Linked DNA regions of Rattus norvegicus: region 1 is linked to region 2. A link is a contact called in public Hi-C data. All regions are on one chromosome and are shown on one strand. Each heading gives the region's core, a stretch centred on a gene start, on an enhancer-like site or on the middle of the called end of the contact. The rest is flanking DNA. Distances are from core to core; before and after follow the strand shown.

Region 1 (5,853 bases), core at 670-3,169, 300 kb after region 2:
TAAGCACAAGCTCTCACTCCCTTGTCCCATAAAACAGCAGGTCCAGATGGTCAAACAGCACATAAATGATCTTTCGCTACGCTCTACATAATTTCTGATTTGTGCTTGTGTTTGTGAGTGTAATCTGCCCTGTTTTATCACCTGCCTTCTCCCCCCTGTCTCGTAAACACACTGAAGAAATTTGGTTAACTAGTGTCATGTCAAAATACCCATGGAAATTACAGTTTTTCTACTTACTTGCATTTTCCCAGTTAATTGTGTTAAATGGCTTTGAGTCTCATAATAAGGCATCAAGGGAACTGCAAAAGACCCAAAATCAACTGAGAGAAAGCCAACCAGGTCTGGTGGCTCGTGCTTGTAATCCAAGGACTTGGGTGCCTAAGGCGGGAGGGCTGTCCTTAGTTTAAACTTCTTAGTGAGTTGCAGGCCAGTCTGGCTAGAGAATGAGACCGTGTCTTAAAACTTAAAACGCACATGCACATGCACACACAAGAGCAAAGAAAGCTATAGAAGAGAGAAAAGGGAAATCATATCCCTTCCTATTAAAATCATTGCAAGACAACCAGATAATATATATATATATATTATATATAAATTAGCCACAGATAATCAACCAGAGATCACAAACATTTACATGAACAAAAATGATCAGTATCCCCACGAAATGAGAAACTGAATACCCAGGGAGTCACCTTCTCTCCTGGCAGTCACTGTGCCAGACCTCGACTCAGAGAGTCAACAGGCAGACTGTACTCACTTCCTGTGTGTTTCAAATGGTGCGAACTTTGGGTTAAACAGCTTAAAACTAGAGTACTTGGTAGTTCATTAGGAACAATTCAGTAGACATCACGGGGCTGCAGCGTTCATTCTTATAAATATACATGATTCCAAAATGATACAAGTATCATCTATGATGTGCTTGAGTTGAGGCTTGACTAATGAGAAATCGCTTCCTGGATCTTGGAAATGGAGAAAAAGTAATTCCAGGTGTGTGTACTGTGTCCATGTTGAAGCAAACCCTGCAGGAGAGTGAGAGGGACTGGTGGTGTGGAACCTCTCAGGATAATTTTTTTCCTTAGGAAATCAAAGGCTTTTGTATTCTCAAATACATCTATCTTTATTGTTCGGGCCAGAAATCTATTTATCTCCAATGATACTTTTTAAAAACCTTATACTTGGTTGCATTTTAAATGAGACACAGATCTCTGTGCTCTCCAACACAGATTATGAAAATAATACACGAACATGAAGCACAGTGGTGCAAAGCAGTTAGTGTGGACACACACTGTCTTTTAAAACACTGGGCTTGCCTCTTTCTCTGTTGTAGATTACGAGAGCTGTTCGTGCTGTCATTTTGATGGGTTATGTCTGAAATGGATGGCTCAGTTTTGACAAGTCAAAGCCTTCACATAACATTTGAAAGCGTTAAAGGAAATTAAATGAACAGTAAAATTATAAATCGGGCCTCAGCTATAACTTCTCTCCCCGGAAGCAAGGATATTAAGGGTAACATGCACGTAGGGAAAGATATTTTTCCCTGGTAATAAAATTAGGACAATAACAACCAACACAGAATGAATCTATTTGTGCTGCCATTTGGCGTACAGAAATCTTCAGGAGGAGCCCCCACCATGCGAGCGTGTGGACTGCTATATATCTGCAATGTTGCCACAGAGCAAAGGAAACAGCTGTTTATGCTTTCATTTTGGTTTTATTTCCTGTTTCCATTGCCGTTCTGTCAGTGCGTGGCTTCATAAAGCTGTAGGATTCTGTTAGGGGGGGACCACGGAGGCCATGTGCTTTGGAAGCCCATGTGTTGGTTCTCCAGCTTGATGGCGAAGCCTCATTGTGGCCGGAGGGAGGAGCCTGACTGTGTGTGAGAAACAGAGAGTGACAGACCAGCAGTACCATGTCCAGAAGTGTGCCCTTCCCATCTCTGAGCTTCCTTCTATGGGGTAAATATTACGTCAACAGTTCCGTTTCTTTTGTTCAAACTACGAGACTTGTCAGATGGCTGCTTCTGTCAGACGCTTGATGGAAAGCATTGTTGTAAAGCTGCTTCCTGGAGATGGCTTTATGCCCTGGCTATAAAGTAAGCTTTCATGAAATTTGATCAGAAAGCCCCTTATGTGTTGCCATCCTGTTTGCTACCAATGAACTAACAAAGCTGCCATGTTAGTTTTACTGAGGGCGTGTTTGACTTGGGTATTTGGATATATCCTTCATCTTATCACCCACTGTTCCCTCCCCAACCACTTTCTTTTTTTTTATCGGCTTGTTTATTATTAACATTTCAAATAGGTTCCCCTCTCCCATCCCCCCTTTCCCTGTTTCTTTGAGGGTGCTCCCCATCCACCCACCCACCCACTCCCACATCAACACCCTTGCATTCCACTCCAGTTGGGAAATGAGCCTTCACAGGACCAAGGGCTTCTCCTTCTATTGATGCCAGACAATGCCATCCTCTGGTACATATGTGGCTGGAGTCATGGGTCCCCCATGTGTACTCTTTGGTTGATGGTTTAGTCCTTGGGAGCTCTAGGGGTCTGGTAGGTTGATAATTTTGTTCTTCCTATGGGGTTGCAAACCCCTTCAGCTCCTTCAGGCCTTTCTCTAACTCCTCCATTGGGTCCCTGTGCTCAGTTTCATGCTTAGCTGCAAGCATCTTAATATGTATCAGTAAGACTCTGGCAGGGCCTCTCAGGAGACATGCATATCAGGCTCCTTTCAGCAAGCGTTTCTTGGCATCAGCAATAGTGATTGGGTTTAGTGGCTGCATATGGGATGGATCCCCAGATGGGGCAGTCTCTGGATGGCCTTTCCTTCAGTCTCTGTTTCACTGTTTGTCCCTGTATTTTCTCCCAGGAGAATTTTGTTCCCCTTTCTAAGAAGTACTGGTGCATCAACAGTTTGGTTTTCCTCCTTGAGCTTCATATGGTCTGTGAATTTTATCTTGGGTATTTCGAGCTTTTGGGCTAATATCTACTTATCAGGGAGTGCATAACATGTGTGCTTTTCTGTGATTGGGTTACCTAACTCAGGATGATATTTTCTAGTTCCATCCATTTGCCTGCGAATTTCATGAAATCATTGTTTTTGATAGCTGAGCAGTATTCCATTGTGTAAATGTAGCACATTTTCTGTATCCATTCCTCTGTTGAAGGACATCTGGGTTCTTTCCAGCTTCTGTCCATTATAAATAAGGCTGCTGTGGACATAGTGGAGCATGTGCCTACCCCAGACCTAGCTGCTGAGATGTGCTTCATTTGAGACAGACCTCAGTATCATCAGTATCAGGTGGTTTGGAGATTATGTCACTGTGGCAAATACATTTTCAGTTCAGTTCTACCATGTTGCATATTCTTGTTCCATCATTTTCTATCTTTAAAAAACAATCACTGCCTCTAAGCACACAGGTCCAGATGTCTAAACTGAGGTTCCCAGACTTGCTTGCAAATACCCTTACTCATGGATTCATCTCACAGACCCTCCTTGAGGGTCTCATGGCCATGGCTTTGTTCTCTTACATGCTGGCACTGGTGATCTCTGAATGAGCCGCTGCACACCTACTATGTCCTACAGCTCAGCACACAGTGGTTCTATTATGTATTAATTCAGTGATGTACGACTGAATGCTTATATCCATTACAACATAGATTCCTTCTTTCCTTCCTTCCTCTCTTCCTTTCCTCTTCCTTCCCTTCCCTCCCTCTTTCCATCACTCCCTCTCTCCCTCCCTCCATCTTTCCTTTGCTCTTTCTCTCCCTTCCTTCTTCCCTCCCTTCCTTCCTTTCTTACTCTCCCTCCATTGCCTTCCCTCTCTCCCTCCCCTCCTTTCTTTTCTCCCTTTCTTCCCTCAAACAGTTTTATGTTGCTGCTTTGAAGTCTTCTACAAAACAAGTCATGAGGGCTGGAGCAATGGCTCAGAGGTTAAGAGCACTGACCGATCTCCCAGAGGTCCTGAGTTCAAATCCCAGAACCACATGGTGGCTCACACGTGTAATGGGATCTGATGCCCTCTTCTGGTGTGTCTGAAGACAGCTACAGTGTACTCATACGTTAAATAAATGAATAATAAATAAATAAATACATAAATAAATCTTTAAAGAAAAAGACAAGTCATGAAACATTTTATTCCTTTTAGTTTTTCTTTGCAGTTGGCATGTTTGATTAAGTCTACAGAAAGGAGCAAAAATTCTTTAAAGGACACCAAGTCTTAGTAATCTTTCATTTGGTCTGGAAACAGGTTGCTTGGTGTCTTAGTTATGGTTACTATTTCTGGGATGTAACATCATGACCAAAAGCAAGTCCTAATGGGAAGGGTTTCTTTGGCTCACATATCCTGAATCACAGTTCACTGAGGGAACCCAAGGCAAGAGCTCAAAACTAGGCAGGAACCTGGAGGCAGGAACTGATGCAGAGGCCACGCAAGAGGGCTGCTAATGGCTTGCTCCTCTTGCTTTCTTATTGAACCCTGGTCCACCAGTACATGGGTGGCACCACTCACGGTGGGCTGAGTCCTCAACCATCAATCACTAAATAAAAAAATGCTCTATAGGTTCGCTTACATTCTGATGGAGATATTTGCTTAGCTGAGGTCCCCTCCTCTCTGATAACTCTAGCTTATGTCAAGGCGACATAAAGCCATCCAGGGCGCTTGGTTTTCCAAAGGAAACCTCACACCAGAGGCATTTCTCTTTGAAAATAAGAAAATAAATTTAAGAGTCATTAGTAACCCCAACAAGCTGTTTACTTTTATATCCATGGCACGAGTACTACTGCTGGCAAAATGCTGTCTATGACAAGGAAACACATTTTCATTTCTCCTCTTGTCATTTGCTTGATAAGATTCACTCGGGCACAGTCCCAAGTGACTTAAGGGATAGCGTGAGGCAACCAGATTCTTAACATGCCTCTTTGTAAGTTTTATGTTGTCTGTCTATGGGAAACTGTGATATCACTTCTCCAAAGACAAGCACTTGACTGGTTCCTAACTGTTTCAGAAGACTGTTAGTGTGTGCAGTGTTTCTGTGCATGTTCTACCTGAGTCATTTGGGGCTTGACTAAGGGCCATGTCTGCAAGGAGTTTTCTCTATAGCTAGAGTACCATTCTCTGACTTTGATCTATTATGTGGACGCCCATGGCAAATGAAATTGTTTTTCTGTTGGCAGTATACTGTCCACAAATTTCAATGTAATATAAAAATTTATTGAACTAAAATAAAATGAGATATGAGTCTTGCAGACATTTTTTCTCAATTTTAAATAACCAGCATTGGAACAATGAAACTGCTCTTCTGTAAGGAAGAGATTATTAATGTGGGACTTCGCTCTTGGGTGTACTTTTTCCTTTCCAAAACATTTTGCTGAGTTGCATTTTTCTGAATATTTGTTCAGATACCAACAAAAGTTAGAGCAACTATTACTACCACATACAAGTTACTAACAAACCAATCCCCAGATTTGCTGTCTAAAATTATGGTATGTGTCTTGGGGGGTGGGGAGGCTGGAGAGATGGCTCAGAAGCTAAGAGTGCTTGCTGCTCTTGCATTGTACCCACACTTGGTTCCTGACACCCGCCCAGGTCAGGTGACTCATAACCACCATTAACTTAAATTTTGCAGGATCGGATGCCATCTTCTGGCCTCTCCAAGTACTACATTCATATAAACGTGTATGTAATTAAAATTAAAGTAAAAATTTTAAATTATTATATGATTTTTAAAAGAAAATGTAAAATCTAGGGAATATGTAATAATGTCTAATTTTTCTAGCTTTATTAGACAATATGACATCTATTTATTTATTTATGTGTCCATTTGGAGTATATACATACCAGGAGCTCATGGAGGC
Region 2 (5,800 bases), core at 2,842-5,341:
GAGATGGGAGCTTGGTTTGTGGCATTTGCTGCTGTTTACAGACCCTTTGGTCTTGTGGGCAGTACACTTAGTGTCCAAATTACATGATCTTGGGATTAACCCCTACTTACCAATGTTCTGCAGAGATTTCATCTTGGAAGTGTAGATTGGACTTACTGTGAAGGATCAGAGACGGAGATGTGGAGATCGAGTCATTAATGAAATGTAGATCGAAGGATCTGAGCTCGATTCCCAGGACCCACCTGAAAGTCAGATGGGGTCCTGTGATGTTGCTGTGGTCCTGTCACTGGCCAGCCAGTCTGGCCAAATCTGTGAGCTCCTCCCAGTTTAGTGAGAGACCCTGTTTCAAACAACAAAGCAGGAAGTGAGAGGGAGGAGGAAGACACCCATCGTTGACCTCTGGCCTCTACTTGTACATGCTCATATATATGCATGGATACACACATAAACACACACACACACACACACACACTCATACACACACACAAAGAATCTTTGATGGGTTTAGTACATTTTATTCCTTCAAAATCTGATTGTATATACTTTGAGATGAATGTATATCATCTCTGACAGAGAATTCAAACACAATATTTTATTATCATCTGTGTAAACAACATGTTTTATTTATTCCAAATCAGAACTTAAACCTTAACCAGTATTTTTGCCAGCCTGTCCAGGCTAGTATAAGAAAGGGCATAAATGTGCTTAGTTTAAAACCATTTATTTCATTGTTTTGGAGGCTGGTCTCAGAGATCCAAACAGGAACATTGTTGGTTCAGATCAAGACTCTCTTGAGAGTGTCAGGTGGCTGACTGGGGTCCTCATGTAGCGAGCTAGAGAGTTTTCTGAGGTCTCTTTAAATAAGGCCACCAATCCCACGCTTTAACACCCCGTCTTCATGGCCATAATTCCTTTACTATACAGTTGGAATTCCAAGCCAACTTCCGTTTCAGCTGCAGCTCAGAACACTCTGTACTCAACAACGGTGTCTTAAAAAAGTTGTTAAGATAAGCTACTTTAAAGCTGGACTCCATATATTTTCCTGGATGCAGTCCACACCATGTTGACCTGAGAGCCCTATATTCTTGTATTTTGGGCCAGTAGGAGAAATTTACTGACCAGGTTTACTACATGATTGAACTTTAAAAATTTCTCTTGGTGAATTGCATTGTCTTGATTCTAAACCATTATTAGGATTTAGTTTGTAAATCTATCTGCAATTGATTAAGGCAACCAATTATGTTGTATCAATAATCTTCTTAACATATGTACTTTGGGTGATAATATTCTATTATTATTAAATACTAATGTTAATGATTGATGATTGGTCTTAATATAGATTTTACAGTGTTCTGTCTTTTGGTGTACAATTGTATTTAAAATTATAGAAAATGTAAAGCTTATCCTTTAATATTTTATATTTCATCTTCTTCAAAGAGAAGAAGTTCTATTACTGCATCGATATTGCTCTGTCTAAGTTTTCCATTTACACAGTCACTAACTTCCTTTTGGCCTCCATATGAGAAGCGGAGAGCAGCCCTGCTTCTTTGATCAGCTAAAGACTAATTTCTAGAACAAATGAACACACGTCTCTTTGTCATATGGAGTTCCATTAGTAGTTAGCAAAAATGATCTGAAATAAGAGATACAGGCCAACTGATGCCCATCAAAGAGAGCTAAGAACAAATAGGCTGTCCTCGGGACATTTCTGAGATTTCTCCGGATTTGACATCATTTGGGACGCAGGGACAAGCCACTACTTCAGGTTCCCCAGCAATGTAGTTTTCATTGCAGGCCCACAAAAGATAAAGAACGAGATACAATACTCCTGACCCCACAGGAGCCGTTGAGAATTTAAGGCCAGTCTCTACACCAAGATTGCATATAACGCAGCCTCCATTTAACAAAAACGACAACCAGCCCAACATTCATTGTAAGATGTTAGAGTAACTGACCAGAGAGACTTCTGAGGAGTGAGTGGAAGCTGAGACTGTGGGGAGTGTTCAGATGCACCCCTTCTAGCATCTCTGGACAATTTACTAGCACGATGGAAAGAGAATTGCTTTCTGGATGGTTTTCCCATCTGGAACTTTCCATAGTAAGGATTACCAGCGTACACCAAGGTGTGCACAGGTGAGGATCTCTAGAAAATCATATGTCCTGTAGATCTCCACAGGTAAAACTCCTCCACCCTTCTCCCTTCATAGATGTATACATTCATCCATCCATCCTTCCGTCCATCCACAAATCCACAGATCCGTGCATGCTCCAACCAATTCTTGTATCCATCTCTCCAGTATGGCAAATTGAGAAAAGTGATTCAACTTTCTGCTTGTGTGAAGATAGAGTTAATACACCACGAGTCATGCAGTGAGCAACAGAAAGAAACTAGCAGTCAAAGACCGCCAGGGAGGGAAAGAGAATAGTCCCTCGAGCTGACTGAGAAATGTCAGGGCACGTTCAATAGGGTAGCATCAGTGAAAGGGATCAGAAAGCACACGGGTGCAGCATTCAGGGCACACTTAGCAAGGAGGTCATTGTGCCTGGGATAGAACAGGGAAAGGTCAGAGATCATGGGGCTAGAGAGGCAGCTAGGAGGGAGGGTCTGGGAGGGAGATCGGGTTTCCTGGCACTGTGCCTGCTGCCCAAGATGAATGGAGTGAGGATGCTGACTGGAGAGGCCATCATAGGTGTCTAAGTGACAGACAGCGCCATTTCAGTCTGTGGGTTGTGGGTTGGTAAAAAGGATGGGAAGAACTCGCTGAATCTGGTTTTCTGATAGAGTGTTTGATATCCAGCTCCAAGGAGATTGATTTGCTGAATCTCGAGCTAGATTCTTCAGAAACCGTACTATCTCCTCTACTGGTATGTACCTCGCTTCAGGTCCGGCTGCCCGGAAGGCCCAATGGTTGCTAAGATGATGGAACCCAGGCCGTGTTTGCCTAGACTTACCTGAAATCTCTGGTAAAGGAGGCCCAGGCGACCAAGGTCTGAATGAAGTCCTTCTGTGATCCCTGTCAGTAACAATTGATGACAGAAGCTTGGTGTTTCTGATGAGACACCCCATGTGTGATCTTGGGCAAGCTGCTACTGGGGATGTGAGAAAGTTGGTCAATTTTGGATTGATTTTTATATTACTGAACATTCTGGGTAAACTTGATTTTCAGTCTTCAATTAGAGATTTTTAAATGACAAACGGACCTAGGAGTTCTTCAAGTATGTGTCTACATGAGTCAGAAGTGGGAAGCTATATATCTGACGCCTTTCCTTTCTAGTGAGGGACCTGTTAATGGTGAAAGGTCCCAAACAGAGAAAGGAAACTTCAGATGAGACAGTGTAGGAGAAGGTAGACAGCAAGAGCCGACAGTCATTTTTCTCACCTCACTTCCTGTTACAGCTTAAAATCCAACACACTTGTGTTATGGTCGGCATGGGAACAGCATTCGGTAATCTCCATTCACGGTCTGTGTATGACGTGAGCCCTGAACTTATCATTCTTACTGGCTCTGTGGCCAAGTACCACCCTACATAGCATGACACTGACCATTCGGTGATCCTCTCTTCACTCTGTACCACTTGAGTTCTTCCCAGTTTCCCACTGTATAAAAATAAAATATGCCACAGCTCTAAGCATCCTTATAGCAACCACTTTGTTTTCCTGGGGACTGTTTCTCTGGAAATGTCCCCAAGTGTATCATTACTGGATGACATATGGTAAGGAGCTTTACTGAGATACTAATAAATAACAACACTAATAACAAAGGCTGCTTCCCGAATGCTTCTCAGGAAGTTTGCACCCATCTTCCACACCACGGCGTCGTTCCCTCTGTGTCAGAGCGGTAGAAATGTAAGCTCTTTAATTATTTTTCGCTGTCAGTTTGATAGATGGGACCTACCCCGTTGATCGTGTTTTCATCATCTTTTCCCAATCCTTGTAAAATCGGGACTGGATCTGTGACAGAATGAGAGCGGCAGCTTTCCCTACACACGAGTCCCTTACCGGTGGACACTACTTTGCAGTGTCTGTTGTGTGAGATCCAAAGCTGTTGCTCCATCGAGTTCTGCTGCCTGCCAGCAGAGGGCGCTATTTGTTTGTACTGAGGCAGAGGAACGAGACCTGGAGCCATTTAGGGAGCGGGATGGCTGCCTGAGTCAGCCCTTCACAGCTATGCTCTGTGGGAACAGTGGTTATGGCTGCAGCACCATACACGCCTGACAAATCCTGTTAAACGTTCAGTTTCCTGTAATTTTCCAAGCTTTTCAGGGTCCTGGCTGCTCAGGAGACCAATGAAATCATTTATATTGACGCCATCAGGGACATGGCATCGGGGTGGGTGCAAGACAAAACACCACCCTGCCCAGAGATCTGATGGGCAGCCTGTAGGGGCTCCTGCAAGGCTCTGTGGAAGCACAAGGCTGGTAAGGTTTGAACAATGGCAGACTTAGGGACCAAGGAAAATGGAGTAGCAACTAGTTCGCAAGAAGAGTTAAGAACAGGAACATTTAGGCGAGGGTATAGGTTCTTTTCTTCCCTCCCTCTCCCTCTCTCTCCTTCCCTTTCTCTCCTTTCCTTTCCTTTCCCTCCCTCCCTTCCCCTCCCTCCTTTCCTCTTTGTTTGTTTGTTTCTTTCTCTTCCTTCCTTCCTTCCTTCCTTCTTTCCTTCCTTCTTTTCTCTCTCATTTTTAAACTCACACACAGTTGCTGCTGCTACTACTGTGTGTGTATGTGTGTGTGTGTATGTGTGTGTGTATGTGTGTGTGTATGTGTGTGTATATGTGTGTGTATGTGTGTGTGTATGTGTGTGTATGTGTGCGTATGTGTGCGTGTGTATGTGTGTGTATGTGTGTGTATGTGTGTGTGTATGTGTGTGTGTATGTGTGTGTATGTGTGTGTATGTGTGTATGTGTGTGTATGTGTGTGTATGTGTGTGTATGTGTGTGTATGTGTGTGTGTATGTGTGTGTGTATGTGTGTGTATGTGTGTATGTGTGTGTGTATGTGTGTGTATGTGTGTGTATGTGTGTGTATATGTGTGTGTATGTGTGTGTATGTGTGTGTATGTGTGTGTATGTGTGTGTGTATGTGTGTGTGTATGTGTGTGTATGTTTGTGTGTGTGTATATGTGTGTGTATGTGTGTGTATGTGTGTGTATGTATGTGTGTGTATGTGTGTGTATGTGTGTGTGTATGTGTGTGTGTATGTGTGTGTGTATGTGTGCGTATGTGTGTGTGTGTGTGTGTGTGTGTGTGTGTGTGTGTAGGGGAAGAGGAGATGTAGCCCGGTTGTCAGAGCACTTGCCTAATATACACAAAATCCTGGGTCTGACCCATAGCTTCACATAAACCAATATGTGGAAGAATTCAACTCCAACCCCAGTACTCACTCAGGTAGTAGAATCAGGAGAGTGAGAAGTTCAAGGTCGTTCTTGGCTGTATAGTGTGTCTAGGGACAGCCTGGGACTAATGAGAGTCTGTCTCAAAATCAAAGCAAAACAAAACCACATAAATATCACCCCCCCAAGTAAATCACATGAATACCACCCCCCAAGTCACTCATAAAATAGCCTGATGTACTTTTATTAAAAAACAAGTCAGAGTGCTTTCAATCTGGTAATTTCCTTTTATTTGCTTCTCCCCCTCATTGCCCCCCACGTTCCAAGGCTATCCCTGTCAAATGTGATGATGCTGTTGCAGTCATTGCTAAGCGTGGTTTCTCGTAAAAGAAACGCTAATCTTCTCTAGGAGGGAGATCTTAGAATACATATTATTTTAAAACAAGTTTCTAATTTCCTTTTCACTGAG

Evidence for each region. Hi-C and Micro-C count contacts between places; a contact is called where the count stands out from the background.
Region 1: a Hi-C map of liver shows a contact between it and region 2, with 12 times the contacts expected there. The contact joins two enhancer-like sites. A contact is called at or near these places in 9 of 12 Hi-C or Micro-C datasets (the Rat2 cell line, Schwann cells, frontal cortex and 5 more).

Annotation. Positions count from the first base shown.
Region 1 is chr19:42,588,997-42,594,849 of GRCr8, forward strand. All of the region lies in intron 2 of Il15 (interleukin 15), which reads left to right. Among named protein-coding and RNA genes, the nearest start is that of Il15, 47 kb to the left of the region's middle. Within about 2 kb of position 1,920, at least 6 of the 93 cell types and tissues checked have an H3K27ac peak or open chromatin away from gene starts, as enhancers often do.
Region 2 is chr19:42,287,355-42,293,154 of GRCr8, forward strand. No RefSeq gene overlaps it. Among named protein-coding and RNA genes, the nearest start is that of Rpl22l3, 36 kb to the right of the region's middle. Within about 2 kb of position 4,092, at least 11 of the 93 cell types and tissues checked have an H3K27ac peak or open chromatin away from gene starts, as enhancers often do.